Regions from separate parts of the Zea mays genome. Here regions 1, 3 and 4 are each linked to region 2. The links are chromatin contacts, called in public Hi-C maps. All regions are on one chromosome and are shown on one strand. The core of a region is the stretch at or near the end of the contact, and the rest is flanking DNA. Distances in the headings are between cores, read along the strand shown. Region 1 holds the start of LOC100286049 (zinc finger C-x8-C-x5-C-x3-H type family protein). Region 2 holds the start of LOC100282174 (para-hydroxybenzoate--polyprenyltransferase). Region 3 holds the start of LOC100284871. Region 4 holds the start of LOC100286197.

Region 1 (3,332 bases), core at 743-3,242, 410 kb before region 2:
GACCCTCTATCCCACTCCTCTGACCGTGACCCAAGACTGTCAAACGCTGTCTCCCCAGGTAGTCTTATTCTATCATGCAGTCGAGACCGTGAGAGGCCATCCTGCTGTTCACCTCGCGGACGATGTTGGTCATTGCGCTCATCCTCAAGATGTGTATCATGCCTGCCCAGGGCTTCAGCCGACCTTGAATTATTATTGGACTTTCTTTGCTTCAGTAGCCTATGGCGCAGATCCGAACTGCCGGCAGCCACAGAGGGGATATGCTCTCTCTGGGGAATCCTTTTCTCTGACGAAGACCTCTCTGCTGAATTTCTGTATGACCTTTCTGGTTCATAGCCACCATGTGTTTGCCTCGTCATCCCTCCAGCACCATTAAAACCGGCAGTTACACAAGAACCGGCGGATGGTTCTCTCGCAAATTCGCCAGCCTCCATACCATTGTCGGTTAAGCCATCTCGGGCTGAAGGCTGAGGCTGGTAACGCTTTGGTGCACCGGGCTGTGCATAAGAACTACTGTGATTCTGATAAACTACTCTTGATGGGTTTTCGGTCCTACTCGTCAGATTTTCCTTGTGATGAAGCGGTTTACCATCATGATAAGTGCTGGCCTTTGGCTTGTCAACTACGGCTACTGCAGGAGCACTCAAGTTGGGTTTTGTCCACGAGTTGTTCAACGGTGGATGGAGATTAGGCTGCAAGGCAGGGGTGGTGAAGACCTTGGCCGGAGGCTGTGGAGCAGGGTTTCCAGCAGACCGGGGCGCATGCAGAAAGGCACACCTGTCCCCTTTCGTGCACATGCCCTTCTGAAAGTAATAGCATGGAACACCCTGCTTGGCAGTGGCAGGAACAGATCCCTGGGGCTGAGCTGGAACAGAAGCTGAAGCTTGATGGGGTACAGACTGTTGAGCTGGACGTGGAGTCGTTGGTGCTCCGGCCATGTTGTCTAATGGCTGGGGGAAAAAAGAAGATAGAAGCAGAGTGAAGCATCGTCATGCTTGTGTTACGTAATAAGCAATCATGGCATTTGTGTTTGCATTGAAGAGAGCGGAGGATGGACGGAGGACGCACCGGGTGCCTAAAGGAGCATTTAGGATTTGCGCAGTTGCCATGGAACCAATACCAGCAGTCCCTGGGATTCATCCTCGCAGCATCGCTATGACGGTACTCGCATTCACTTCCCTGCATGCAAGACAACATGTGAGTGATGCAGGTATGTAAGCGAGGTGAGTCCAACTCAAGCTCAACTAACAAGTACTACTAGGGTAGGCTAGGAGTTACAAAAATTGAAGTGTCTGCCATGGCTATGGATCTGGAAATGATGCAGGTGGCGATGGCAGCGGAGCGTTGAAAGGAACTACGTACGCATGCGATGCCTGCGACGAACTGCTTAAAGAGATCTATAGCATGAGATTCCGAAAGGAACAAGGAAAGTAAGGTGGGGATCCAGATCGAAGGCTAGGGTATGCTAGGTGGCGAACATGGCATGCATCTGGTCCTGGAGGAGGAGGCGAAGAGAGATGCTGTGGCGCATCTTCTATAATTCAAGGGAGCGAGCAACATGTTATCGCAGAAGAATTAAGAGAAGATAGAAGGGGCTAGGCCTGGGGAAGTAGCAGGAGTAGGTGGTACCTTTTTGCAGGTCAACGGGGAGGCGAGGAAGTAGATGCAGTCGGTGCTCCGGCGGCGGCGCGCCTCCTCCTCGTCGGGTCGCGCGGCGGCTGAATCCATAGCTGAAGATTAAGGGTTGGAGGCAGGCGAAGTCTATAAGAGGGGATCGATTGTTTCGGGTGAGAAGGATGGATCTGCTGCAGCTTTTTGGGTTGGTTGTGGTTGCGGTCGCGAGCTCTCAGATCAGCTTCCTGAACGAACCCCCAGCTCAAGGCAAGGGGGTGGGAGGAGGGAGGGGAGGGGATCCCAATCTGCCAAGCCAGCCCTGCACCGGCTGCTACTCTCTCACTCTAGTCTCTGCTCAACAGTGCCGTGTCGTCTTGTGTGGTCTGGTTGATGCCTGATTCAGTGACACTTTGGACTAATAAATAACTTTCGTTATGATGGGATATGTGTTGGATATACGTCGATAATAAAGATTCAATCTCTTATTCAAACTTTCATAGATTATGGTCCATGAAACATTCAGAGTACTAATAGATCATAAGTGTTGACAATCCATCAGTAAATTGCATCGTCACCGTAGTAGATCATAGATGACGGCCCCGCCAATATTGTCGGGGGAGGGTGAAAGTCTACTTGAAGGCATGTTCAGTTGCAAGGGGATTAAATCTCCTATTTAAATTTTGACTACAAAGGAATTTAATCTCCTCCAATCATCTTCATTTCCCCCTAACCAAGCCCTGAGGGGATTGGACCCTTGTGGCTTTGGTGCGACGGCGGTGATATCACGGCGCCGAGTTTTGACAGCCTGCCTGGAGGCCAAATCAGCTATACCTTCTGAAGATGACGGCCACAACGAAAAAGGCCTCCTAGAAGTCGAGATCCTTGTCAGCGTTAGTCACCCTATCTAGTTCCAAGCCTCACCTTGACCTACGCAAGGTCAAGATGCCCCCATGGGGCACCCTCGACCTAGCGATCTGGGCGCGGAATGTCGGAGGAGTGTAGTGTGTTGCCCGAGGGCATCTTGTGCAACGACAATGAAATTAGCGATGTCAGATCAACACTATTGCTTGGCCTCCGGACCCACGATTGGGCCTAGGGGTTGTAGAGTAGCGTTTGGGCAATTGTTGGGGCTACCTAAAGTCAAGGGGACGACGATCGTCGTGGAGTAAGCAGGACAGACCTACCCTTGCTACTGAAGAGGCAACTCAATGCTTCCCCTTTTAGCTTGGCATTGGGCCACCGGAGTTCTGGGCATTAGAGGCGCCCAACTGTTGTGAAGGCATGTCATGGGGACGTTGTCATGCATGGATGGTGCTCCCCCAACTAGGGGTAGTGCTCCTGCTCCATCAGGGCAAAGGTAGAAGAGATGGGACCACCAAAGCAGACTGATGGATGCGGGAGTGCAAACTTGGCGAGGATGTTGATCGTGGTTGTGAGATGCGATGTCGGAGTGGTTACCGTGGTCATCGCTAATAGACTCAGACTCACGGTTGGCCATGGAGATGCTACATCAACATGCCAAATGTGGTCCCTATCTGGCACACCAGTTGTCGTCATCTAACCGTTAGGGATACAAGAAAGTACCCCCACCCCGTTTAGGTTCTACAAGGGTTTAGCGTTGTTGCGATATCAACACTGGTGACCGGTTGGGCCCTATCCGGATAATTCAAGAGAGAACACGTTGAACACGTGGACACCGCAAGGGAAACAACAGATGT
Region 2 (3,371 bases), core at 344-2,843:
CTTTAAGCTTAACTCCACATACAGCTAGTCCACTTTAGCCAAACGGAACATTTGTTAAGTACGTTGATGTATACTCACCCTTGCTTTAAAAATACCCAACCCCAGGTTGTTCCCATTACAACCAATGCTTAGGAGAAGATGAAGGCAACATGGAGGACTTTCAGGAGTTTCAGGACTTTGGCGAGTTCTAGTTGTGTTTAGTGGCAAACCCCCAGTCAGCTGCTTGTAAAGGTCTTATCGTACTACGTTTCGTTCAACACTTTGATTATGACTTAAGTTAATGACTCTGTGGATGTCTTGGACATCTCGATGTAATAAAATACTATTTCCGCTATTATTTTGAGCAATGTGTGATGATGTCCAACTATGTAATCGTTGTGTACGCGAATTTCTGATCCTGGCACGTACATAGTTCGTATTCGGTTTGCCTTCCAAAACCGGGTGTGACACGTGTCTAGCATTGTGCTAAATGAGTCGACAGTAAATGGGTTGTGCCCGTGTCGCCCGATAGGCTTGTACCTAAGCCCAAGCACAACCCATAACGAGGCCCATGTCTGCTTGGGCATGGTTACTATCATACTGTGTCAAAATGGTCGTGCCTCGTGCCGGCCATATAGCCCGGTCCATGTGGTTAGTGCTGAAAATATGGGTCGAGCTTTTTAGGCCAGCACCAAGCACGTCTAAAAATAGGAACTCAAAGCATGGCCCGGCACGAAATAACATAGATCAGGCTGGCACGACCCAAAGGCGGACCTCGACCGGGCCTCAAATCCTGGTTCGTCAGCCCCTGGCACGGCCCGCACACATAGGCTGGGCTTGGACCGGCACGGTCTAATAAAACCTATATTGTTTAATTTCTTTAATTTAGTGAGCTATAGACTTTATATTGTTGTAATATTTGTACTTTATGGGTTAATTGACGCTATCATTGTCTGATAGCTTTAATTTAGTAAGTTATGAACTTTATGTGATTATAATATTTGGATTTATGTAGTTCAAATATGGGTTGGGAGCTCAATAAAGACACGACGTGCTTTAGCGTCAGGTTAGGCCATTGTTTCTATTCTTTAGACGGGCACGGAAACAGCTCAAAAAATTTAAGTCTTATTAGCTCGAACTTATTTGATATAAAGCACGATGGGCTTAGGCCATGCCGGGCCCACCCGGCCCAATTTCTGTAGTGGTCACCTATATTTGTCGTAGATTGTATGTAGATTGTATGCAGTTTGGTGGTCCTGTACAGACATGTACTAGATACTACACATAAGTAGGTAGAAGTAGATTGAATGAATATATAATTCAGCTGCCAGCAAGATACAGCTTCAGTACCTATCTTGCTCTGCTGACTGCTGGGCAACAACATGAGCACGCAGATTCTTTTCCTAAATGCTTCTAAACAAAACAACGCAGCATACTCCATGGATCTGAGAGTTTTGCTCAGTTATCGGCAGGCAGCTGCACATCACTGATCTGAGAGTTTTGCTCGCATCGCAGTCGCAGGGGTCGTCTTCTTCTCCGATGATATTTGCTCACGTACCACTGAACCCAGACGGACTCTTGTAACCAAATGTTTCATTGATGGTCAAAAAGCCCATCAGAAACAGACATAAACATTTGGGCCGGGCCCTCCCTTTGCCTCTCCCTCCCTCCATAGGCCCTAGCCCATAGCCCCGTCGTCGCAATCGCAGTCGCCACCCGCCGCCGTTCCGCCGGCAAGCCGTCCGTCTCCGCCGCCCGCCCCATCCAGGAGAAGCCTGCCACCAGAACATTCAACTGGCCTTCGTTGGAAATCCGTCCGTTCCCCACAACTGAACTGACAGGCCACCCATGGCGCTGCTCCGCGCCGCCGTATCCGAGCTCCGCCGCCGGGGCCGCGGGGCTCTTACCCCTCTCCCGGCGCTGTCATCTCTCCTCTCCTCGCTGTCTCCCCGGAGCCCAGCCTCCACCCGCCCCGAGCCTAATAACCCCCACGCCGACCGGCGTCACGTCATCGCGCTCCGCCGGTGCCCGCCGCTCCCGGCGTCGGCCGTCCTCGCCCCCGAGCTGCTCCACGCCAGGGGTCTCCTCCCGAGGCACTGGTCGCACGCCTCACCGCTCTCCACCTCCTCCTCCTCTTCCAGACCCGCGGACAAGGCGCAGCTCACGTGGGTGGACAAGTGGATCCCGGAGGCGGCGCGGCCGTACGCCATGCTCGCCCGCCTCGACAAACCCATTGGGACCTGGCTCCTCGCCTGGCCCTGCATGTGGTACGCCTTTCTTTCTTCTTCCGCTGATTCTCGATTGAATACTCTGCATCGTCATGCCTCGCTCACTGCATAGGTGAGACGGTGTCTCATTCAATTAGTTCATGCTTCCAACACTCCAACTAACTGAAAAAAAAAACAGAAAAGTTCACTATTGCTTTACGAAAGATGAAATTGAAAAGCTGTTCTGTGTTGAAGAAAATATCAGACCTTTGCTTCACAGGTCGATCACAATAGCAGCAATGCCAGGGGATTTGCCAGACTTGAAAATGCTGGCACTCTTCGGATGTGGAGCTGTCCTTCTCAGGGGGGCTGGTTGCACGGTGAATGATCTTCTGGATCGCGACATTGATAATAAGGTGATTTTGCTTCCTTTTGATGTTCTGATTTCTGATGGCGCCTCGCACTTAAACTAAACCAAGCACAAAATTAGTTGATCAATGGAAAAAAAAACTGTTAGGTCCCGTTTGTTTCCTTTCATTTTGAGGAATTGGAATCTTACTAATGGAATAGGCTATTTTTTTAGGATGTGACATTCCACCACTTTTCAAATATCATATAAGCTTATCTCAAATTCATGGGGTGAGAAATGAAAATTGATTCTATAGATTTGCATACTATTTTTCCGATGTACAACTTATAACACACTCTTTTATTTGCTTCGCTATAACATAAATGTAGTATATAAATATCTCCCTCATATGATTTAGTGTAATATACAAATATATTACATATATAAATATATGAACTTAATTAGTTTTGTCTAAATTATAATTATTAAAATGGAATTGAATTCCAACGAAACAAACGGGGCCTTATGGACGTTACATGCCTTTATCTGGTGCCATATTTCTCCATAGGTTGAGCGCACCAGAAGTAGGCCTTTTGCCTCAGGAGTGCTTACTCCTTTACAGGGAGTGGGCTTCCTTGGAATTCAGCTTCTATTGGGACTGGGCATTCTTCTACAATTGAATAACTACAGGTATTTAGACTCAGGTGCTTCTTTGGCTGATGCGGCTGACGCTATTATATGACTATCCATGTTCCCTCAACCACTTATCAGTGAGTGTCCACACTCCACAGCAGGACATTACGATCAAAATATTTATGTCCAGCAATTTGATTTGA
Region 3 (3,167 bases), core at 520-3,019, 280 kb after region 2:
TTGGTGTTAAACTCATCAAGAAAATAATCAAAGTGAGGCTCATACTTCTGCCCGACTTCATAATGCAGTACTTGGAGTCCCTCTCCATGATCTGTAAGGCAGCATGAATTAATATGATTCAACAGCATAGTACATCCTCCAAATGATCAAAAGAAAAAAAAGAAAGAATGAGTTGGGAGATACATAGATAGACTGCATTTCATGATGGTAACATGCTGGCAGAACTCAGTTTCGTGTCATTGAGTGTAGTGTTATTCCTAACAAACAACTAAGAAGACACATATAACAATCAAATTGCGGTATGTGCTATGTGGGCGATAATTCTGCGTACACCTCAGTTCTAATTTATCGTTTTTAAGATCACGCTAAGCACAGAGCTTGCTCATGAAGAATATAGCTGTACACTAGACATCATAAAAATCACACACCTACAGGTATGAAGGTATAGTCTGCAATCCTCTTTTCAATTACTCGAATAACCTTGTCCCTTCCTCTTTGAAGAAACATGCCCGAACTTGTCCGGACCCTGCTGTCCTTGCTTTTACCAGTAGTGCTGTCGACAACTGTTGATTTTACCATGTGAGGCTTGGCCAATCCAATTAGGTATTCACACTCTTCCTTAGACTAAGGAAAAGAACAAAGTATCAGCAATCAGCTTAGTCAGAGAATCATTGACATCCGGTTATGAACTAAAAGTTATTAAAAGGTTCCATGTTGGGGGGTGGGGGTGAGGAGAAGCAGTTAATAAATAGCGACTACATAGATGGTACAGTATGCAAACAATTGAACACATACATAACATCTAAGATCTTTTTCCTAAATAAACTGTACAAATGGAATTGCATAACCAAGCAGGTCAACCTAAACACGGTATTTATTAAGTCAAGTGTACTCACAATAAAACTGGAATGCAGTACACACAATTGCTAAGTTCATAGTGAAGTCATAATTATTCTGTTCCCAGATCCAACTGTACTACCACACAACTCATGATTCTATCCAACCTGGTCATGAGAACCAGATGACGCGAAGAACATCAAACAGAAGAGCAAGCAGGCACAGACAGAGAGACCGCGGTGGTGGCATTGCTTACCAGGAAGTTGTGGTAGACGAATGCCCTTGGCTCCCACGAGATGACCTCGGTCCACTGCGCGCCGCGCTCTCCCAGCCCCTCCCTGCTCGCAACCAACCAACCAACCAACAGCAGCAGCGACGATCAGGATCAGCAGCGGATGGAGCCAAATCTGAAGGAGCGACAGCAGGCGGGGAAGGAAATGCGAGGGCCCGAGACGTGACGGAGTAAGGATCACATCAGTCGTGACTCACCCCAGGTCCCGGCGGGCGCGGGGGCGCGCGGGGCGGGTGTCGGCGGATTCGGTCTCCCCTCCGGCTGTGGTGGTGGCGGCGGCGTTCGGCGCTGACACGGGGAGCGAGAAGACGCCGAAGGCGATGAGCGCGAGGAGGGCGGCGGAGACGAGGAGCAGGGCCGTGAGGGCGACAGCGTACGGCGAGGCGCGGCCGCCGCGGGTCGGGAAGACGCGCGGCGGGCGGATCCCCCGCATGAGCGGGCGCGACGGCGCCATGGGGCGGGCGGATCTCCCGCGCGGGAGATCACAGGTGGGTGGTGTGGGGGAGGGAGGGAGCGGAGAGACGGTCGGGTCGCTTTCTGGCCCCTCCGCTTCGGGTTCCACTGCCTTCGTTTTCTTCGCGGGCGCGGAAAAGGGTGGGTGTGGGGCGGTGCAGCCGTCTCTCCGTCCGTGCCGCGGATTTGTCTCCGTCCGTGCCTGCCCAATGCCAAAACCGGGGGCCGCCGCACCACCGCCTCCGCATCAGGTTCAGTTCAGGTGGTGACTGTTGACTGCGGGACGACTGTCTCCACCTGTAACGTATCCCGTGGTCACGGAGCTTATGTGCTCATACAATCACTTTTGACCACCTTTGTTGTGCCGCGCCCGGCATGTCTCTTCTATGTGTCACTACTACACTCACCCCTGAATAAAAAATGAATGCATCAGATTTAAAATGCTCATATGAGCACAAGAGCTCCATAAACACAGGATACATTCCCATCTCCATAATTCATATTCATCTCTATATTAGTTCTTCGCGTTCTCCTCTAAAAAAAATCTCTCTTCTATATCTACATCCTTTTCAACATCCTATATATCTCTTCCTCTATACGTAAATACATAAATTAAAGATATATTTTATTTTTAATTTTTATACGTATATATTTGTTATATCTTGTTATATCTCGTTCTCTATACGTAAATACATAAATTAGAGATATATTTTATTTTTAATTTTGTACGTATGTATTTGTTATATGTTATACTCTCAAGTATATTATATATAGTTTAGTTTTACTAAATGTGTTATTTAAAATATTAAATGGATAGAGAAAAGTAAAGAGAAACTTTATATACAAAGGATGTAGCACTGTCTTCTAATTTAAATTTAGAGAACACCACTGGATATAACGAGAATCTCCTCTAAAATTTTAGAGTACAGGACGTACGTTTTACTGTGCCTGCTGGAGAGAGTCTAAACAGCTGTGTTGCTTGTTGCCGCACTCGAGCTAGCAACACTGAGCTGTGCTGCTTGATCGACTACGTCAAATCTTTCGTTGCAGTGTGTGATAGAAAGGTACTACCTCCGATTTTTTTATATTTGATGTTTCTTGATATAAAATTGAACAAAATTAAACTATTCAGCGTTAAATAAAATAAAAAATGAAGGTAGTAAAATTTATGATCATCTACTTAGGCCATTCTTTTTTTTAACGAGAAACTTTCTCTGCTTTTAGGAAAGCATATAGAGTTCAAATACAACCAAAAACACACGCACACTCAGCTGGGGATACCAGTTTACGCAAGACGCTAGAGAGCCTAACCTAACCCAACCACCTGTCGAGGCAGGTAACCAGCCCTCATGGCGGAAGCCACAAGCCAGAGCACCAAGACTACTACCCCTCAGGCTAGCTTCAACAAGGTTATGTAAACGGTACTAAATCCTACATTTATCGTGTCCCAGCTTCCTTTATACCTCCAACAAGGTCTGGTATAACGTGCTCTAAATTTTAGCGTTCGCTGGTGAAGTGCTAAATGTGGCGGACGAGCTGCGTCCTCTATACGCTAGTCGATCGTCCCTGCGCACTCACAGTGGGA
Region 4 (3,014 bases), core at 418-2,917, 310 kb after region 2:
TCAGAGTCAGAGCCTCCAAGGGAGGGCGAGTCGCAGATCTATTTGCTATCTCATCTACCAATCAATAAACCACGTCATAGAATATGCAAACTTGTAGAAAAATGATCACTGCACATACAAAAGAAATGCATATCACTACTATATGCATGTATCTTTTGAGACATTTCTTATACACAAATGGTTTGTTCAAAAAGAAATACAAATGCGCCTATAGTTTTTCACTCTGTGTCTAAAGTAACCAAACGACTAGTTGAACAAAAGATGTCACACTAAAAGTACTAATAAAGTAGGTGCAAGTTTAAGATCAATTTACCAGCATATGGTTTGCTAGGTTTCGCAAAAGGATGCAAGTGATCGAGTGGGACCAATGGACCCCACAGCCTCCGTGGTCGAGGCCTCTGCCAAAAAAAAAGGAAGCATAGATGAAGATTTTAGACATATAATCGACAATTGCAATGAAAATAGGTGTCCAACGTAACCTCAGTAAACACAGCTTCCTTCATTATAAAACTAAGGAAAGCTGAGAATTCGATATTTTGACATGGTCAGAGCATGTGAATTACCAGTCCAAATGGAAGGATATCGTCCATGTGCATGCTGTAATTTGTAATGCCCCCAGCTGAATAATTAGCAATAAAAAGGTGCACGAGCAGCGATAGCATCGACAGCACGATGCCAATGGTTGTGGCCAACTTAAACTTGCTTTTGAGCAGCATTTTATTTCATTACTCTAACCTCCAAATCCTGGTGAAGAAGTAACTATTAGACATCTCCACAGAACTATATCAGGTGCCAACAAATCACAAGTGAAAAAAGGGGCATGGTTGTGCACATTTATTTAGCAAAGAAAAGAGCCCAGAACCTATGGGGGTACACAGTAACCACTACAAAGTAGTAGCAAAGGGCTAACCAAAAAAAAACATAGCAGCACGACTTGCCTCAATGGCACAGTGCCCCCAATCTAGGCAGCTCCTGCGTGCAGCTGCACCGGGCACCTCACACAGCCACACACCAAATAGTCGCAGCAGGAGAAGCGTGTCTAGAAGGATCTGTCAATCCCGGATCCATATTCGACAACTTGATGGGGATTTTGGTGGAAAGCGCGAGACCAGGGCTTTGGATCCTGAGCAATTCAGACTCAGTGCAGCATGCTGATGTGTGGGGCAACCCGGTCTCATATGGCTCAGTGAGCTAGGCCGCTACTGCTATGCAATCAAGTATTCAAGTTGAGTAAAGCCCCAACGCTGCTAACTGGCTGGAAGAAGCCCAGGAAAGCCGGAAGGCGGTCGATGTGTGTTCTACGACTACGAACTGCTAACTAACTACTGCTAAATTGGTATAGAACGTCAATCAATAGCCACCGCGAATCCACCCACACAAGCATAGCTAACGCGTCCCGCAAACCGTAGATGCCACCGAATGCAGGGCGGCGGAGCAAAGTTTGGCGGCGAGAAAAGCTCGCGGGAGCAAACTGCTACAGCAGTCGAATCGAATCTCAGCACGAGTGCAGGGGCTGGGGTTCTACGTGCCAGCCAGGGTGTGTGTTCCTTACCGGGTAGAGGAGGAGGTGCGAATCGATCACCGGGCGAGCGGATCTCCGACCCTAGCCCTATGGCGTGGCCGCCGTGGCGTGATCGGCGCGGGGGAAGGAGAAAGGCGGTGGTGGGTGAGAGTGGAAGTGAGGCGAGAGGGCGAGCAGAGTAGCAGACCACGGCCCAAGCCTGCTGGGGTGGCCGGGCCACCCGAATTTTTTTTGTATTTTAGCCCTTAAACAGAAGTAAAATCATGTTTAGACCTAAAAAAATTTTAAATGTAGTTCCATAGCCTGTGGCGCCGAGCTTACACAGCTCGGCGCCACAGCCTATGGCGCCGAGCTGTGACGTGGCCGCAACGGCTAGTTGCGTCCAGGGCTGATCTGGCTCTGACGTGGCGGCGGCGCGGCCTCGTAGCTCGGCGCCACAGATCTTGGCGCCGAGCTACGAATTCCTATAAAAACGCCCGCGCGGCTGGCCGAGACCAGCTCATTTCATCCCATTTCCAAACTTCGTCAAAATTTCCTGGATTCAAAGATTTGAGTTGGTTCACTTCGTAGACCAAGGTATGATTTCCAACTGATTCCTTTTGTATATTAGGTTGTTAGTTTAATAATTTGTATACATCTATTATATTATCATTTCGATTATTAGTTTGTGTAAACTTATTATAAAGCATAATAGGTATAAGTGATAATTATAATCGTTTATTAGATGAAAGACATGGACCGAGAGGCGTTGTGGCAGAAGAGATGTCGTCCTCGGGAGTTATATCCGGACGTATCTAGTAAGGATGCTCCTGTTCCTCCTGAACTCCCCGTGCCTAACTGTGACTGTGGCAGACTGGCTTGGGTACATCAATCACAACATCCAGACACGGCTGCTCGCTGCTACTACCTTTGTGGCACTTTGGACGTACGTAGCTTATGACTTATCACTTAATTTTGTTCGCGTTCATTATTTTGTAGATATGTAATAGTGCATCTTTCCATTATTTTAGGGACATCAGAAGTGTTTCTTTTTCCAGTGGATCGATGGTCCTGATAAATTTGACCCTCGATATCTTCTTTTCGTTAATTGGTTGAGTGGAAAGACCAGTCATGAGCGTTTTAAGCGTTGGGTACCTCCTCCCCCGAATCCTCCACCAATGACGGATGCGGAGAAGGAGGTAGCAACAGAAAGACGGATGGACTCACCGCCTCGATGCGATTGTGGAGACCGTGCTGTCATCGACGAAGACTATGACAAGCAGTTCTGTTGCCCGAACATTGATTATGTGAGCCCATTGATACGCTAAATGTATGAACTAGTTTTTATTTACAATAAATTACTAATTTTTTCTCTTGCAGCCATACGGGTGGCGTAAGTGTCGTTTCAAAGAGTGGTTGTATGGTCCTTTGTCCCATTGGCCAGAGCCAGAGGTAAAGGAAAAGAGATACATGGGGTGGGCGGCAAAAGAGGTCAAATTTGATCCAGTACTCT

Evidence for each region. A called contact is a pair of places that touch in the nucleus more often than the background predicts.
Region 1: a contact with region 2 is called in a Hi-C map of leaf, with 3 times the contacts expected there. The contact joins the promoter of LOC100286049 here to the promoter of LOC100282174 in region 2. A contact is called at or near these places in 4 of 25 Hi-C or Micro-C datasets (ear, endosperm and leaf).
Region 3: a contact with region 2 is called in a Hi-C map of leaf, with 8 times the contacts expected there. The contact joins the promoter of LOC100284871 here to the promoter of LOC100282174 in region 2. A contact is called at or near these places in 2 of 25 Hi-C or Micro-C datasets (endosperm and leaf).
Region 4: a contact with region 2 is called in a Hi-C map of leaf, with 5 times the contacts expected there. The contact joins the promoter of LOC100286197 here to the promoter of LOC100282174 in region 2. A contact is called at or near these places in 3 of 25 Hi-C or Micro-C datasets (leaf, seedling and tassel).

What each region holds. Positions count from the first base shown.
Region 1 is chr4:173,903,746-173,907,077 of Zm-B73-REFERENCE-NAM-5.0, forward strand. It overlaps LOC100286049 (zinc finger C-x8-C-x5-C-x3-H type family protein), which reads right to left and starts at 1,993. Exons shown (of 3, transcript NM_001158937.2): 1 at 1,630-1,993; 2 at 1,069-1,179; 3 at 1-950. The coding sequence starts at 1,728.
Region 2 is chr4:174,310,854-174,314,224 of Zm-B73-REFERENCE-NAM-5.0, forward strand. LOC100282174 (para-hydroxybenzoate--polyprenyltransferase) reads left to right here and starts at 1,594. Exons shown (of 8, transcript NM_001155086.1): 1 at 1,594-2,246; 2 at 2,467-2,602; 3 at 3,104-3,225. The coding sequence starts at 1,828.
Region 3 is chr4:174,593,421-174,596,587 of Zm-B73-REFERENCE-NAM-5.0, forward strand. It overlaps LOC100284871, which reads right to left and starts at 1,770. Exons shown (of 7, transcript NM_001157766.2): 1 at 1,327-1,770; 2 at 1,094-1,175; 3 at 429-624; 4 at 1-91. The coding sequence starts at 1,583. It also overlaps a transcript of LOC100286197 not described here.
Region 4 is chr4:174,620,237-174,623,250 of Zm-B73-REFERENCE-NAM-5.0, forward strand. LOC100286197 reads right to left here and starts at 1,668. Exons shown (of 11, transcript NM_001159085.1): 1 at 1,553-1,668; 2 at 564-744; 3 at 314-398. The coding sequence starts at 716.